5 separate regions of the Mus musculus genome follow, and all the other regions are linked to region 1. Evidence: chromatin contacts called from public Hi-C and promoter capture Hi-C data. All regions are on one chromosome and are shown on one strand. The core of a region is the stretch at or near the end of the contact, and the rest is flanking DNA. Distances in the headings are between cores, read along the strand shown. Region 1 holds the start of Dstn (destrin). Region 2 overlaps Kat14 (lysine acetyltransferase 14). Region 3 overlaps Ovol2 (ovo like zinc finger 2). Region 4 holds the start of Pcsk2 (proprotein convertase subtilisin/kexin type 2). Region 5 has its middle 23 kb from the start of Banf2os.

What was found. Promoter capture Hi-C pulls out the DNA fragments that hold promoters and counts their contacts. A called contact is a pair of places that touch in the nucleus more often than the background predicts.
Region 2: a promoter capture Hi-C map of the C10 cell line shows a contact between it and region 1, with 4 times the contacts expected there. The contact joins the enhancer-like site here to the promoter of Dstn in region 1. A contact is called at or near these places in 11 of 39 promoter capture datasets (the 3T3-L1 cell line, 3T3-L1-derived adipocytes, the C10 cell line and 5 more), 9 of 115 datasets of contacts at active chromatin or transcription factors (astrocytes, bone marrow-derived macrophages, embryonic stem cells and 5 more) and 1 of 9 other capture datasets (liver).
Region 3: a promoter capture Hi-C map of liver shows a contact between it and region 1, with 2.3 times the contacts expected there. The contact joins the enhancer-like site here to the promoter of Dstn in region 1. A contact is called at or near these places in 13 of 39 promoter capture datasets (the 3T3-L1 cell line, 3T3-L1-derived adipocytes, the C10 cell line and 8 more), 2 of 484 Hi-C or Micro-C datasets (the Ba/F3 cell line and natural killer cells), 20 of 115 datasets of contacts at active chromatin or transcription factors (the 230-238 cell line, astrocytes, bone marrow-derived macrophages and 14 more) and 4 of 9 other capture datasets (adipose tissue, embryonic stem cells, liver and 1 more).
Region 4: a Hi-C map of olfactory sensory neurons shows a contact between it and region 1, with 5 times the contacts expected there. The contact joins the promoter of Pcsk2 here to the promoter of Dstn in region 1. A contact is called at or near these places in 4 of 484 Hi-C or Micro-C datasets (embryonic stem cells and olfactory sensory neurons) and 1 of 115 datasets of contacts at active chromatin or transcription factors (embryonic stem cells).
Region 5: a Hi-C map of B cells shows a contact between it and region 1, with 45 read pairs. The contact joins the enhancer-like site here to the promoter of Dstn in region 1. A contact is called at or near these places in 18 of 39 promoter capture datasets (the 3T3-L1 cell line, 3T3-L1-derived adipocytes, the C10 cell line and 12 more), 16 of 484 Hi-C or Micro-C datasets (B cells, CD4 T cells, the G1E-ER4 cell line and 11 more), 31 of 115 datasets of contacts at active chromatin or transcription factors (the 230-238 cell line, the NIH/3T3 cell line, SST interneurons and 21 more) and 4 of 9 other capture datasets (adipose tissue, liver, macrophages and 1 more).

Annotation. Positions count from the first base shown.
Region 1 is chr2:143,914,051-143,916,599 of GRCm38.p6, forward strand. It overlaps Dstn (destrin), which reads left to right and starts at 1,281. Exons shown (of 4, transcript NM_019771.2): 1 at 1,281-1,597. The coding sequence starts at 1,595. It also overlaps a transcript of Bfsp1 not described here.
Region 2 is chr2:144,397,147-144,399,695 of GRCm38.p6, forward strand. All of the region lies in intron 7 of Kat14 (lysine acetyltransferase 14), which reads left to right. Among named protein-coding and RNA genes, the nearest start is that of Gm46768, 22 kb to the right of the region's middle. Within about 2 kb of position 1,270, at least 13 of the 459 cell types and tissues checked have an H3K27ac peak or open chromatin away from gene starts, as enhancers often do. A contact at or near this core is called in embryonic stem cells, where this site is marked.
Region 3 is chr2:144,307,549-144,310,097 of GRCm38.p6, forward strand. The region is part of intron 3 of Ovol2 (ovo like zinc finger 2); the gene reads right to left. Among named protein-coding and RNA genes, the nearest start is that of Ovol2, 23 kb to the right of the region's middle. Within about 2 kb of position 1,278, at least 24 of the 459 cell types and tissues checked have an H3K27ac peak or open chromatin away from gene starts, as enhancers often do. A contact at or near this core is called in extraembryonic endoderm stem cells and liver, where this site is marked.
Region 4 is chr2:143,544,848-143,547,396 of GRCm38.p6, forward strand. It overlaps Pcsk2 (proprotein convertase subtilisin/kexin type 2), which reads left to right and starts at 1,286. Exons shown (of 12, transcript NM_008792.4): 1 at 1,286-1,817. The coding sequence starts at 1,644. It overlaps Pcsk2os1 (proprotein convertase subtilisin/kexin type 2, opposite strand 1), which reads right to left. Exons shown (of 3, transcript NR_040354.1): 1 at 1,558-2,549.
Region 5 is chr2:144,230,054-144,232,602 of GRCm38.p6, forward strand. No RefSeq gene overlaps it. Among named protein-coding and RNA genes, the nearest start is that of Banf2os, 23 kb to the left of the region's middle. Within about 2 kb of position 1,273, at least 90 of the 459 cell types and tissues checked have an H3K27ac peak or open chromatin away from gene starts, as enhancers often do. A contact at or near this core is called in the 230-238 cell line, B cells, the G1E-ER4 cell line and 12 more, where this site is marked.

The sequences.
Region 1 (2,549 bases), core at 31-2,530:
CACAGAAAATTTTATGCAGTAAACAGCATTCTTGTATTTGGACAGGATTGTGGAGGACGAAACACCAATGATAGGTTGAACCGTCCTTAAATGAAGTCTCATTTAGTGGGGTCAGAGTCCTGAGCAGAAAAAAACAAAAAACCAACCCCAAAAAAAAACAAAAATAAGCCAGAAGGGTTCGGGCTGCAGCTGGATGTAGGTTCTTTCTCTTCAGTGTGATTACCAATTATTAATACCAAAGACTTGTTAAAAGGGCAAACTCTTAGGTTACATTCTAGGTGCACGGAGCCAGAACTAAGAAATCTTTGAGCAAACTCTCCAGGTGATTCTGACGCCACTGCCGTAGCCTGCCAAACACCCCGTGGCAATGCAGTAAGGGATTAGAATTGCCACGACTTGCCTTTAATCTTAAGAAAGAAACAAAACCCTTAAAACTAATGGGAACCGCGGTTTGCTACCTAGGGTAGATTTTTTTTATATAGCGCCCAGAAAACAGAAACAAAGAAAAACAACGATCATGTTGCCCAAAAGCCTTCTTAGATAATTAAGACTTTTTTTATAGAGATCCTGATGTTCTCGTTGCCTAAATTCAGTTCAAAAGTGAGGTGATCATCCCACGTCTTACGAGTTCCTTTTATTCGCTACAAAAACACCCGGAGAAAACAAGGCTAGGATTGCGGGTGGCCCTGTGGAAGCAGTATTTCCGTGCAACCGCCCTTTAGGAAAACACAATTCCCCAATGAGAAACCCCCAAGCGCAGCGGCGGGGCCCGGCCCACAGTCCCGGGCCACGCGGCGTCCCCCACGCACCCCCCGCGGGCCACTGGGCCTCCTCCCAGCCCGCTCAGAAGATAAACAAATCACTCCTGTTTTCCAGTCCTGGAATAAGCGCTGACTCACACAGCACTTTGATCAGCCACGGTCGCCTCAGGAAGGAGGAAAACTGTGCAGATTTTTCCCTCTCACGCGACGGCCCGAAGTGCCGCGCTGACCAATCAGGACTGGGTGGTGGGAACAGCACCAAAGTAGGTAAAAAAATGCGGGTCGCGGTCCCTGAGAGCCGTTTTGAGAGTTCTCGTCGCCAAGCAGAGCACCCGCCCACCGGCATTCGCCCCGCCCACTCCGCGCCGGGGCCCCGCCCCTAGCGGCGCGCACACCTGGCCAGGTGGCGACTTCCATGTATGGGCAAAGGCCGCGCGGTAGGCGGGGCATCGCGTGGTCCCGCCTCCAGGGCAGGGCCAGATTCCCCGGAGCGTCCTGTGTCCACCCTTCACGGAGCAGCAGCCCGGGCGCTCCTCTGGGCGGGGAACCCATGCACTCCCCTTAACTGGAGAGGGGTTTCCAGTTGTCTGGAGACTATTGGGACTCCTGGGTGGGGCCTGTCTGGGGAGGCCGGCCTGTTGCGTAGCAACGGTGGGCGGAGCGAGGGGCGCGCGCAGCCGCAGTCTGGCTGGAACTCGTGCCCGCCCTTAATAAGCTCGAGCTGCCGCGTCCGCCCTGCGCCTGCTCTCCTGCTTTTGCTACCCGGAGGACGAAGGTGCACAGACTTTGCCGTCAGGCTCCTAGCTCTCCTCCCGAAGTCCGCCCCAGCGAACATGGTGAGTGATCCTCGGGCGTGTGCTAAGGGAGGGGTCGGTTCCAAGGCAGCTCCTGGGCGGCATCATGCCCACCGTTCCAGGCCGCCGCCCGGGATCCCCTTCGGCCCGGCCTCGCTGCCTTCGATCCCGAAGTCGGTAGATCCCCGGGATGGGCGGCCGAACCTGAGACCATCCGTGTGGGCGCGGTTTTCTCCAAGGCCAGCTTGGTGACCCGTGAGCTTTTCCAGCCCTTTTTACTGAGAAGGAAAAGGATTTTATTGAACACTCTAGAGGGCGGAGTAATTGCTAGTGAGCGTGATTAAGAACCGGGTGGCCTTGCCGTGGCTTTGTTTGTCGTATCTGGCAATCAGCTTCAGTGGCACTCTCGTTGGGCTTGTCAAGCTTGGCAGTGGCTCTTTTAACCCTTCCCTGCCGGGTCCATTCATCCATGCTAGAAATTTGCCTTTACCTGAGAACAAGGCTTTACCACAACTTTGGGTGCAAGTCCTGGACATGATGTTGTTGCTTTTCAGATGCAAATTTAAAAACTTTCAGAAAGCCCGTATAATTACTCCAGCCCTTTAAAAAGAGAAACATTCGTTGTATTGAGATGGTAGAGATTTTGCTTAATTTACAAACTTCTCTACCTCCAAAGTGTTACTCAAATCGGTTGTAAAACAGTATCTCAACTGGGCGATCAGGTGGAACATTTTGTCACTGTAGTCTGCACAATGTTACCATTTTTGGTCAATGATTTGCTGGCAAGGCCTTGCCTCACTGCTAGAAATACTATCCTGTTGCTACATCTGTGCGCCGGGAAACAGTTGGTACCCACTTATCTGTCTACAGAGTGTTTTCACTGAATAACAACTTTGGTTTTTTCTTAGGATATAGCAACTGGCTTGCAGGTGCAGGCTGGCTCATTAGATTAAATGGATAGTTTTCTTGAAAACGGACCATGCTTAGCTGTGCC
Region 2 (2,549 bases), core at 20-2,519, 480 kb after region 1:
ACAAAAAAAAGGTATGTGCCACAATAAATATTGGTTGGGCCAATAAATACTTTAAAAAAAGACAATCTTGGGGGGGTGGGTATGGGAGACTTTTGGGATAGCATTGGAAATGTAAATGAGGAAAATACCTAATTTAAAAAAACATTTATTAAAAAAAAAAAAAAAAGACAATCTCGGGCAGAGGTGTGACCTCATGAGCACCCTGTATTAACCATTGACCGTCTATAGCTTGGAGGAGGGTTGTAGCCTCGTGAGCGTTCCCCACCCTCTGGGGGATAGTTAGTGAGCCCAATCTTGTTTAGGTCTCCTTCAGGTAATTATAGCTGCTGATGGGTCTAGAGGGCACCGGCCATGGCGTGCCTGAAGGGTGGCATTCCACAGCACAGGTGTTATCTCAGCTTCCTCCATCTGAGGTGTGGTGTCTGACCCTAGTCAGAGCTGTAACTGCTGCACTCGTGTTTTATGTCCCCTTTCCTTCTGCTGTTCCTGTCATCCTTTCCTGGTTTCCCACAACTCTGGGACATTCGATTCCACTCATTTATAGTCTTTTTTCTCTGCCTTTGGTTTGGGAAGGTTTTATGCAGCTGCTCAAGCTCAGAACGACTCTTCTAAACTATGCATAGAAGGTTATTGATTAGTCCACTGTCAAAACGGCTTAGTTTCGGTTGCTATTTTTGCCCTCTGCATTAATCTACTTCTTTCTTAGGACTTCCAGCCCTTTCTAAACTGCCATCTGCTCTTGCATGCTCGCCCCTTAGAGCATGTAACATATCAACTACCGCTGTTAAATGTCTTTCCCAGGAATCTCAGGACCCCTGCACTGAGTGAGTGTGCTTCTGGGGCTTGTTCATCTCTTCAAGTGGTCTAGCCATGGTGGCTCAGTGTTCCGTGAAGTACGAGGCTCTGTTCCATCACATCCATGCCCCTGTTGCACCCCCATCAGCTCAGGCAGCTGCCCCTCCCCACACTCCCAGGCACCCATGCTACTGTTTTATACCTCCAGTGTATATTCCTGGGATATGGAACACTCAGTTCACCACAGTGGTGCCTTTCCTGTCTCAGGAAGAGTCCAACAGACACTCAGAGCAGCCCCTGAGAGAGGTGTAATGAGGCCTTTCTAGCCCCTCTGGTGCAGAGCCTGCTCTGTTCTCATTGCATTGCTAGTTCTAGCCAGCTTTTCCTTCTAGGCTTTTCCTCAGCCTGCATTAGTAAAGAAGCACACTTAACGCTGTCACATGTCACTTGACTTTGAAGCTGTTTTTTCTCCACCACTCTGCGATTTGGTAAATTGAGTAGTACGAGCCAGGCACTATTCTAACTGGGATGCCAATGCTAGGTAGGTTTCTGTCCTCTGCAGCTGACATTCTCAAACAGGGAAGTGACAGGGTTAGCTCACTAAGCTAAGATGCACTTACTGAGGGCGTGTGTGTGTGTGTGTGTGTGTGTGTGTGTGTGTATGTGTGTCACAGAAGGACTGCTGTGTTCCTGGGAATTAAAACCAGCCTCTGAGGGAGGTAACCTTGCAAGAAGTGCTGACAAGGAAATGCCAGGAGGAAGAAAACTGGATGGAAGGCCAGACCCAGGCCCTGAGGCATGAGAAAGACTGGTAGCTGTGATGGGAACATCCTGACGACACAGGAGTGTGGTTCTAGGAGGAGAGGCCAGAGTGTGACAGAGTCAGGTCTTGCAAGTTCCCTGTAAGGCACAGTTGAGGACTTTGAAATGTACTCTGTACATACAGTGGGAAACCATATAGGAATTGTGAACCAGGGGGCATGAGTTGATGCTTGCTTTTTAAATAGAGTCTTACTGTGTAGCCCTGACTGGACTAAATCTTACTTTGTAGACCAAGCTGGCTCTGAACTCACAGAGATCTGCATGTCTTTGCCTCCCAAGTGCTGGGATTAAAGGTGTGTTGCCACTATGCCTAGTTAGTTTATTTTTAAAAGAAGTGTTGTGGCCTCTATGTGGAGACTGGATGGTGTGGGACAAGAATGGGCCAAGAGGAGGCAGTGATGGTGGTCCAGGCTTGGTGGACCGTGTTTTGGAGAAGAGTAGAAGTTGCAGAGGTTAGCGGAACTTTGTCACATCCATGAGATTCTACAGGACTCACATGAGACTGTTAAGGGGGAGAAATTGTTCTGTGGACTGATGGAGCTACAAATTATCTGGCATGGCATTGAAAGCCACCCCCAAACTTGGTGACTTGATGTAATGAGTACTAAATATGTCTTGAACTTCTGCCTCTGCCTGGCCTCAGCAGAGTGGCTCTTTTACTTTGTGAGTCTTTGGGGTCTTGGTTTCATGGGGCCTGTGGTCATCCACTGGCCTAGTTGGAGCCACCTGGAAGCTACATGTGCATTGTGCATGGGGTGGAAAACTTGGGCTTGAAGCGCCAGGCATTGCTTCTGCCACTCTGATTGGTCAAAGTTCTTTACAGCCATTATACCTGCAAGGGTGGGGGGTGTTGCTAGTGGCTGTGTTTGGAAACTGCTTGCGCAGCTTTGAAGATTGCTTTGAAATTCACTTGAAGCCTTGGAAGAATTTCA
Region 3 (2,549 bases), core at 28-2,527, 390 kb after region 1:
GCTTGAGGAGTGAGGAAGGGGGAAGGCATTTCTCCCTCGACCACCCCAAGGCAAATGAAAAGAGTTAGCTTTCCTGCACTCCCTTCTTCGGCCCCCCACCCCCACTCTCTCTCAAAGATTTATTTTATGTATATGAGCACACACTAGCTGTACAGATAGTTGTGAACCTTCATCTGGTTGTTGGGAATTGAATTTAGGTCAACCCTGCTCGATCTGGCCCAAAGATTTATTTATTATTATAAATAAGTACACTGTAGCTGTCTTCAGTCGCACCAAAAGAGGGTGTCAGATCTCATTATGGGTGGTTGTGAGCCACCATGTGGTTTCTGGGATTTGAACTCAGGACCTTCAGAAGAGCAGTCAGCGCTCTTACCCGCTGAGCCATCTCTCCAGCCCCAACTTCCTCCACTTTAATGGTCCACTTTCTACTTAAAACAAAAACAAACAAACAAACAAACAAACAAAACCTAGGTTCTACATGAGAGACACAAACAATATGTCTGAGTCACTTATCTTACTTCAAATGAGGTGACATAATTTCATTTTTTATGGCTGTATGATACTCAACTGCATATATACATATCTGAGAAATGAACACTTCTGACTCTTGACATAGAGCTTCCTATTTATTCCTGGGGTGACCCAGAGACCAGCAGGTGACCCAGAGATCAGCCTTCCCTGCAGTATTTAATGCATACTCTGCACATATCTTCTATGGGCAGAGCACCCAGCAAGGTCTAAGAAGGTTAAGAGATTTCAGGGGCCCACATCATCACCTGGCCAGTAAAGAAAGGGGCTGACTAAGAGGTTTTTTCATTAAAAGGATATAGTATAGGCACGGAGTCTGGTTTTGAGGATGGGTAGGTACTTCATGATATAGACACAGAAGGAGACAGACCATAAAAGCTCTAGTTATAACATCTCTACCTTATAAACCTGTTCCCTGCCCCAGTGTTCCTGCTTCCTCTTCTGACTATAATCTCACTCCTGGCAGACAGACAGTTTTGTCAAAAAAGCTTCTTCCTGGGCTTGAATGAATAAAATCCAGTCTCCACACCTTCAAGGGAATAGAGATAGACCTGTGTAAAGAGGATCTAAGCCCCACCCACAACACCGAGGCCACGCCCATCACCTCCCTCTCTAACAAAAACCAATCTTACCCTAGTCAAAAGAACAGGTTGGTTGGGAACCAAAAGCACCATCTGCTACCAGACATAAATTAACCTACTGACACCTACCTGGGTTCCAAAGTCCAAGGCCACTGGGAAGCACAGCACTGCCCATCTGCCACTCATTAACGGAGTCCGTGGTCAATCTGTTAACTCCCGATACCGCTCAATCGCCTCACCCACGAAATGCAGATAGTTCTCACACCCAGGAGGGCTGCTCTGAGGATTAACTGAGCTATCACAGGCACAAGAGCTGGCAAACACTAAGTCTCAGGGCGCTAGGATCTCGGTGTTTAGAATCCAGCTCAACACAATGGAAGCAGGGTCCCCTGCCTGCCCTATCCCTAAGTACTCAGGATTTGTCTTCCACCTATACCTTTTGTTATGAATTCTGTATTTCACAACAAAAAAGGATTTTAAAAAATGGTCCCTAGGAGGCTGGCTGAGCCATCCCTCACTGCCTGCTCTTTTGAATTTTTTCTTTTCTTTTTTAAGATTTATTTTATTTATTGTATGTAAATACACTGTAGCTGTCTTCAGACACCAGAAGAGGGGATCGGGTCTTGTTACAGATGGCTGTGAGCCTCCTTGTGGTTGCTGGGATTTGAACTCAGGATCTCTAGAAGAACAGTCACTGCTCTTAGCCGCTGAGCCATCTCTCCAGTCCCCATTTTGAATTTTCTATCCGACACCTTTATTACCTAGTTCATTCATATATACATACATGCATGCGTACATACATATACACACACATATACATACATTCATATATACATGTGTATATAGATTATATACATACACACATATATATGTTCTTCTGGGGTGTTGTCAACAAAGACTTTTGAGTTTTTCATTCTTTTTGTGTGTGTGTGTTTGTTTATTCCCAACACTAAGCTGAATTTCAAATCCCACATCTCCAGGTAAAGTCCCCACTTCTGGAACTTTCTGATTGCTTTCCTTCCTCTGGGTCAAATGTTCCTTTCCTGATTTTGAGCCAACTGTGAACTCCAACAAGAAGCTCTGACACTGGCCTCCTGGTGGGAGAAGACACTGAGGGCCGCCTCTAGGAAGGCAAAGAGGCAATGCCTGTGAAACCCAGAGTGCTCCTGCCCTTTGGCCTAGTAAGTTCACCTGTGGGAGGTTACATCAGAGATAGACTTGCATGGGTGGGCAAAGGATATGCAAGAAAATTCATGGTGGTCAGAATTAAATAAAACAGAAAACAACCTGAAAATGGAAGCAAAGACTTCTGGGAACTAGGAAAGGACTGTGCCTCTGTGATGGGATTTGTCATGGTTTCGTATTACATGGACAATGAGGAAAAGGAGTGAGGTTCCACAATGCAGACACCAAGCAAGCCAGGGTCTCCTTCCCAGGAGA
Region 4 (2,549 bases), core at 36-2,535, 370 kb before region 1:
GTGTCTCCTGTATACACTGTGATTTTGTGCTAAGGAGGAGAGTGGGGTGGGTGTAGCTGGGTGTGGTGTCAAGTCAAGTAAGTCTCTCTCTCTCTCTCTCTCTCTCTCTCTCTTTCCCTTTTCTTCCGCTCTTTCCCATGAAAAAGCATCTTCCTGACTATCCAATTTATAACAGGACTTTTTTTTTAAACTTTGGTGTTAAATGGTAAAAAAACGATGTAAATATACTCCATAACAGCTAATATTTACATTACTTAGAGCAATGGTTCTCAGTTCCTTACAGCAGACTGGATCTACTTCCTTACACTAGAGCAAGAAGGGGAAGTCAGACCTCAGCAGTTAACTGGACCTGGACAACAGCTGCCCCCTGCCTACTCAGCCTAAATTATCATGCAGCCAGACTCTTAGCAGGAATCCTGACCTACGCCTGGGATGGATGACTATACCTCCTTAAACTCTGACATTCTTGGTCCTGATGCAGCCCCAAACCCAGAGTCTAAGAATCTGTCTCCCAGCATAAGCATCACGTCTCCCTTGGCAGTCTTGGGATGCAGGTGCAGCGCTGACTCTAGAGGAGTCTCTAATAGCCATCGCAGGTGGGGGGAGGGCAGTCCGGACTCCCGCTGGACTGCCAGATGTTTAGTTTCTGGCCTCCTTGGAGCACCGGGAAAAGAACAGAGAAAAAGCTCCTTCCTGCCCCCATGAGTCACCTCTAGAAGGATGCTCTTCCCAGCCTGGGATTTGCCCAAAGTGGAGGGGGCGGGAAGGATCAAATTTGCTTTGTTATTGGGAGAATGGGAGAGGTGTGGAGAGGGAAAGAGAGGAGAAAGAAGTGAGAGGAGGGAAGACAGGGGAAGGGAAGAGAGAAAAGAGAGGAGAGTTGTTTTGTAGCTCAGACTAGCAAAGAAGAGCAACAGGGAGCGGCCGGCCGGCCGGGGGCCCCCCCGCTCCCCTCGGGGCCTCTGAAGCGGCACGCACCGTAATTCCCTGCCCGGAGCTGTGCAGATTTCCACAAACAATGACATCACCGGGCGCCGGCAGTGGGTGGCAGCGGGGGGGATTTTCCTGGGCGCGCAGCGGTCGGGCGGAGCAAAGCCGCTCCGAGCTGGCGGGGGCGCGGGCTCGCGGCGCCCCCGGGGACCCGGGCAGCCAGCTGGGCAGGGGAGGGCGGGGGCGGGCGGGGGCGGGCTCGGGGCGGCCCGGGGCGGGGCCCGCCGATCCTCTGGCCTCCATTGGCCGCTGGCGGGCGCGCGTCACCCGGGCTGGCGCTCGCCTCCAGCCCTCTAGAATTGGAGCCGAGGAGGAGCTGAAAATGCAGATTTAGCATCAAGCACAGACACACACTAGCTCTTTCTCTCGGGTACACACAGCTCCGCACATTCGCACCCCTGCCAGCCAGCCGGGCTGCGCGACTCCCCGGCTTCCCTGGCAGCCAGCTGCTGGTGGACAGCGTACAGATTTGCTGTTTGCCAAGCTTCTTTTCTGCCTCTTTTGCTATACAAAGATTTTTTTTTTTAAAAAAAAAAAAAAAGAAAAACAGAAACAAAAACTACATACCTATTTTTTATTTGCATCTTCCCTCTTCGTCCCCTGCTCCACCACCCTGCGCGCCTCACAGCCCCACTTTTCACTCCCAAAGAAGGATGGAGGGCGGTTGTGGATCCCAGTGGAAGGCGGCCGGGTTCCTCTTCTGTGTGATGGTTTTTGCGTCTGCCGAGAGACCCGTCTTCACGAATCATTTTCTTGTGGAGTTGCATAAAGACGGAGAGGAAGAGGCTCGCCAAGTTGCAGCAGAACACGGCTTTGGAGTCCGAAAGGTAAGATTTTTTTTCCATACATTTCACATGTTGTTTCCAGAGGAGGGACAGCCTTGCGCAATCTCGTTGCAGATTTGCAAGTTTTCTGTCTTTTTATGCTATGCAGCTATTCTGCCATCGGTTCTCAAACACGACATTGCCTCCGGTGATCTTTCATGGGTTATGTAATTAAAATGTCCTTCATCTGTATTAGAAAGGTCAGAGAAATAATTTGTTGGTGTTTGACTTGGTGGGGGCAAAATAAGACCGCACCTTACAAAGGATGCTGTGCGCCCCGGCTGCTGTCCGAGGTACCAAGTTCTCCAGGCTGCCTAGGGACAGAGGGATAGAGTCCAGAGCAGCTGGGCTTACGTCGACTGCTTTGCCAGGGAAGTCTCCCAGCCCCCCACGCCCCGGAGAAAGAATAGTTTCCCACCGACATGGCTCAAAGATCGAGCGTTGCAGTTCACCTCAGTTTTCCGACCCACGCCTAAGGACTTCCCTCCCAGCGACTTTCAGTCCCTGCTTTTTTCCCCAGTGGACAAGAGCTTTCTGACTTGGAAACAAGGACGGAGTTCTCTGTCCAAAACGAGTGCTGAACTTGTGCGCTTTGGCTCCTGCCCACGACCTCCCACTCCAGAAGCGCACTCCTGTTTGGAGAGTTCTTAATTTGCTTCTTTAGGACACCTCGCTGCCAAGAGAGATGGATTCTGAGGGGGATTCCCCCCGGAAAAGTCGAGGTGTCCTCTCCTG
Region 5 (2,549 bases), core at 23-2,522, 320 kb after region 1:
TTATGTAATTAAGCTATTTGTTTATTTATTTATTTATGTTTCTATTTATTTATTTATTTGGGGTTTTTTGTGTGTGGTGTTTGTTTGTTTGTTTGTTTGTTTTTGAGTCAGGGTTACTCTGTGTAGCCTTGGCCATCTTAGAACTCACTCTGTAGACCAGGCGAGCCTCAAACTCAGAGATCAGCCTGCCTCTGCTTCCCAAGAGTGCAGGGCATAATGGCAAGTACTGTGCTTTCCCCATCCCCAACCTTACCACTCCACTCTCATTCTGTGTGCAGCTGCTTTTAAATAATATAACAGAAATAACCCCAGCTCGTATGGTATAAATGGAGCATGCCAATGGAGTACAGAGAAAAAAACAAAAACAAAAAACAAAAACGCTGAAATGGAGGCTCTGTGGATGGAATAAACTGCCAAGGCTATCTCTCAAAGGAAAAGCAGAGAGAGACGGACCAGGGGAAAGTCTTGAGGGTTATGAAGAGAACAGTATCTGAGCTGAGAGGAGAGCAGGTTAGCAGGAGCAGCCTGGGGACTAGCATGGACTCTGATCTGTTGGGTGAGTTTTCACGCTGACAGAGAACTAGGAGCCCTCACCGGAGGTTTGGGGACTGTAGGAGCAGATAAGAAAGAAACGGCTCTTCCTGACAAACGGAAACCCATTTGGCAAGGTGTCTGCGGAATGCTGGGTGTTTGCCTACAGGGTCAGAGTCCAGCATGAGCAGAGCCCAAACTGTCATGAGGAGTGGGAGGGGACCTGGCATTTATTACAACCATGTCACAGAGGAGCGGTAAGGGGACTAATTAGCCTTTAATAACTTACATGTCTGACACAGCCAGAGCAGCCATGAAAAATGATACATTCAACACCAGAAGCCAGATCTCCTTCAGTAAACAAATAACAACAAGCAAATATCACACATGTATGACACATGGCTATACATGTGTGAATCTGATAACTTAGGTGAGACGTGCGGCATGTTGTCCTGCCTTTCCTCCCTGTAACTCCATCACAGACACTTTTTCTACGCTTCTGAGGCTCCAGTCATGGTCAGCTGGATTCATGGATTTGAGCATGATGCTGAGCTAGAGATCACAGCAACAGGATGGATGGTGGGGCAGAAAATGCTCGCTTCATGGCCAGCAAAAAACAGGAAACAATGCGCCCGTGCTCACCAACGGCTCCCTTCCTCTCTTTTATTCCATCAGAGCCTCCAGGTTATTAGATGCACTGCACTCCTACATTCAGGGTGGTTAATGTCTGGGGAAATGACCTCACAGACACACCCAAGGATGTGGTTTGTTGATCTCTTGGGTTTTTCTTCATTGGACCAAGCTGCCTATCAAGATCTGCTTAATTTCAGAGGGGGGACAGTGGGGCACACATGAAGTGCCACATATGGGGAGGGAGGCAAGAGAATTGGAAACCCGAGGCTAGTCTGATCTACATATGCAATCAGGTCTCAAAATAAAATAAAATTTAATAAGAATCATACTGGGGGGGGGCTGCACTTTAATCCCAGCACTCTCCAGGCAGAGGCAGGCAGATATCTGTGCGTTTGAGGCCAGCCTGGTCCACATTGCTAGTCAAGGCTACACAGTGAGAATCTGTTAATTTTTTTTTCTTTTGAGACAGAGTCTCATGAGTAGCTCAGGTTAGCTAACCCATGATCCCCCTGCTTCAACCTTCTGAGTGCTAGGATGATAGTTGCTAGCCAGCAAGCCTGGCTTTTAGTTTATAATTGAATTTTTTAAAATGCCCATCGTAGACAGAGTCCTCAAAAAGCATACGATATCATATTCTGCTTCTGATCATTCATCTTCATAATTAAGATAAATGGACTTGAAATGGCCAGAGGGCTGGAGTGTTGCTGTGAAATCATGAGGACTACTGTGGATCCCAGCATCCACATAACAAGCTGGGTGCCCTGCTCGCACCTGTAACCCTAGTTCCAAGGAGTTTGAAGACAGGAAGATTGGTAGGGCTCCTAGGTTTAGCTTACAGTCAGAGAAAACTCAAGCCCCAGGTTCATAGGAAGACTCTGCCTCAAAGGAAAAGGTGGAAAGCAACAGGAGCAGACACCTAACATCCTCTTCTGGGCTCAGCACATGCCAGGGCACACGCGCGCGCGCGCACACACACACACACACACACACACACACACACTGGTCTTTTTTAAACATTATGTTAAATGGCTTCCCCCATTAGATCATGAGAAAGGCAGACCCCCACGGTCTTATTCAACACTGTGCTAGAAGCTTTAGCTAGTGAAATAAGGCAAAAACCAAATAAAGGAACATGAGAGATGAAAGAGGTACAGAATGTGGCTGGATACGGTGGTGCATTCATTTAATCCCAGCATTTGTCACATGTGGCAGGCAGATCTCTGAGTTTGAGACCAGCCTGGTCTACAGAGTGAGTTCCAAGACAGCCAGGGCTACAGAGAGAGAGGGAGGGGGAGGGGGGAGGAGGAGAGAGAGGGAGAGGGAGAAATATCACTGCCCTGGGCTGTGGGTACAGCTCTGTGATGGATTGCTTGTGTAATAGTATC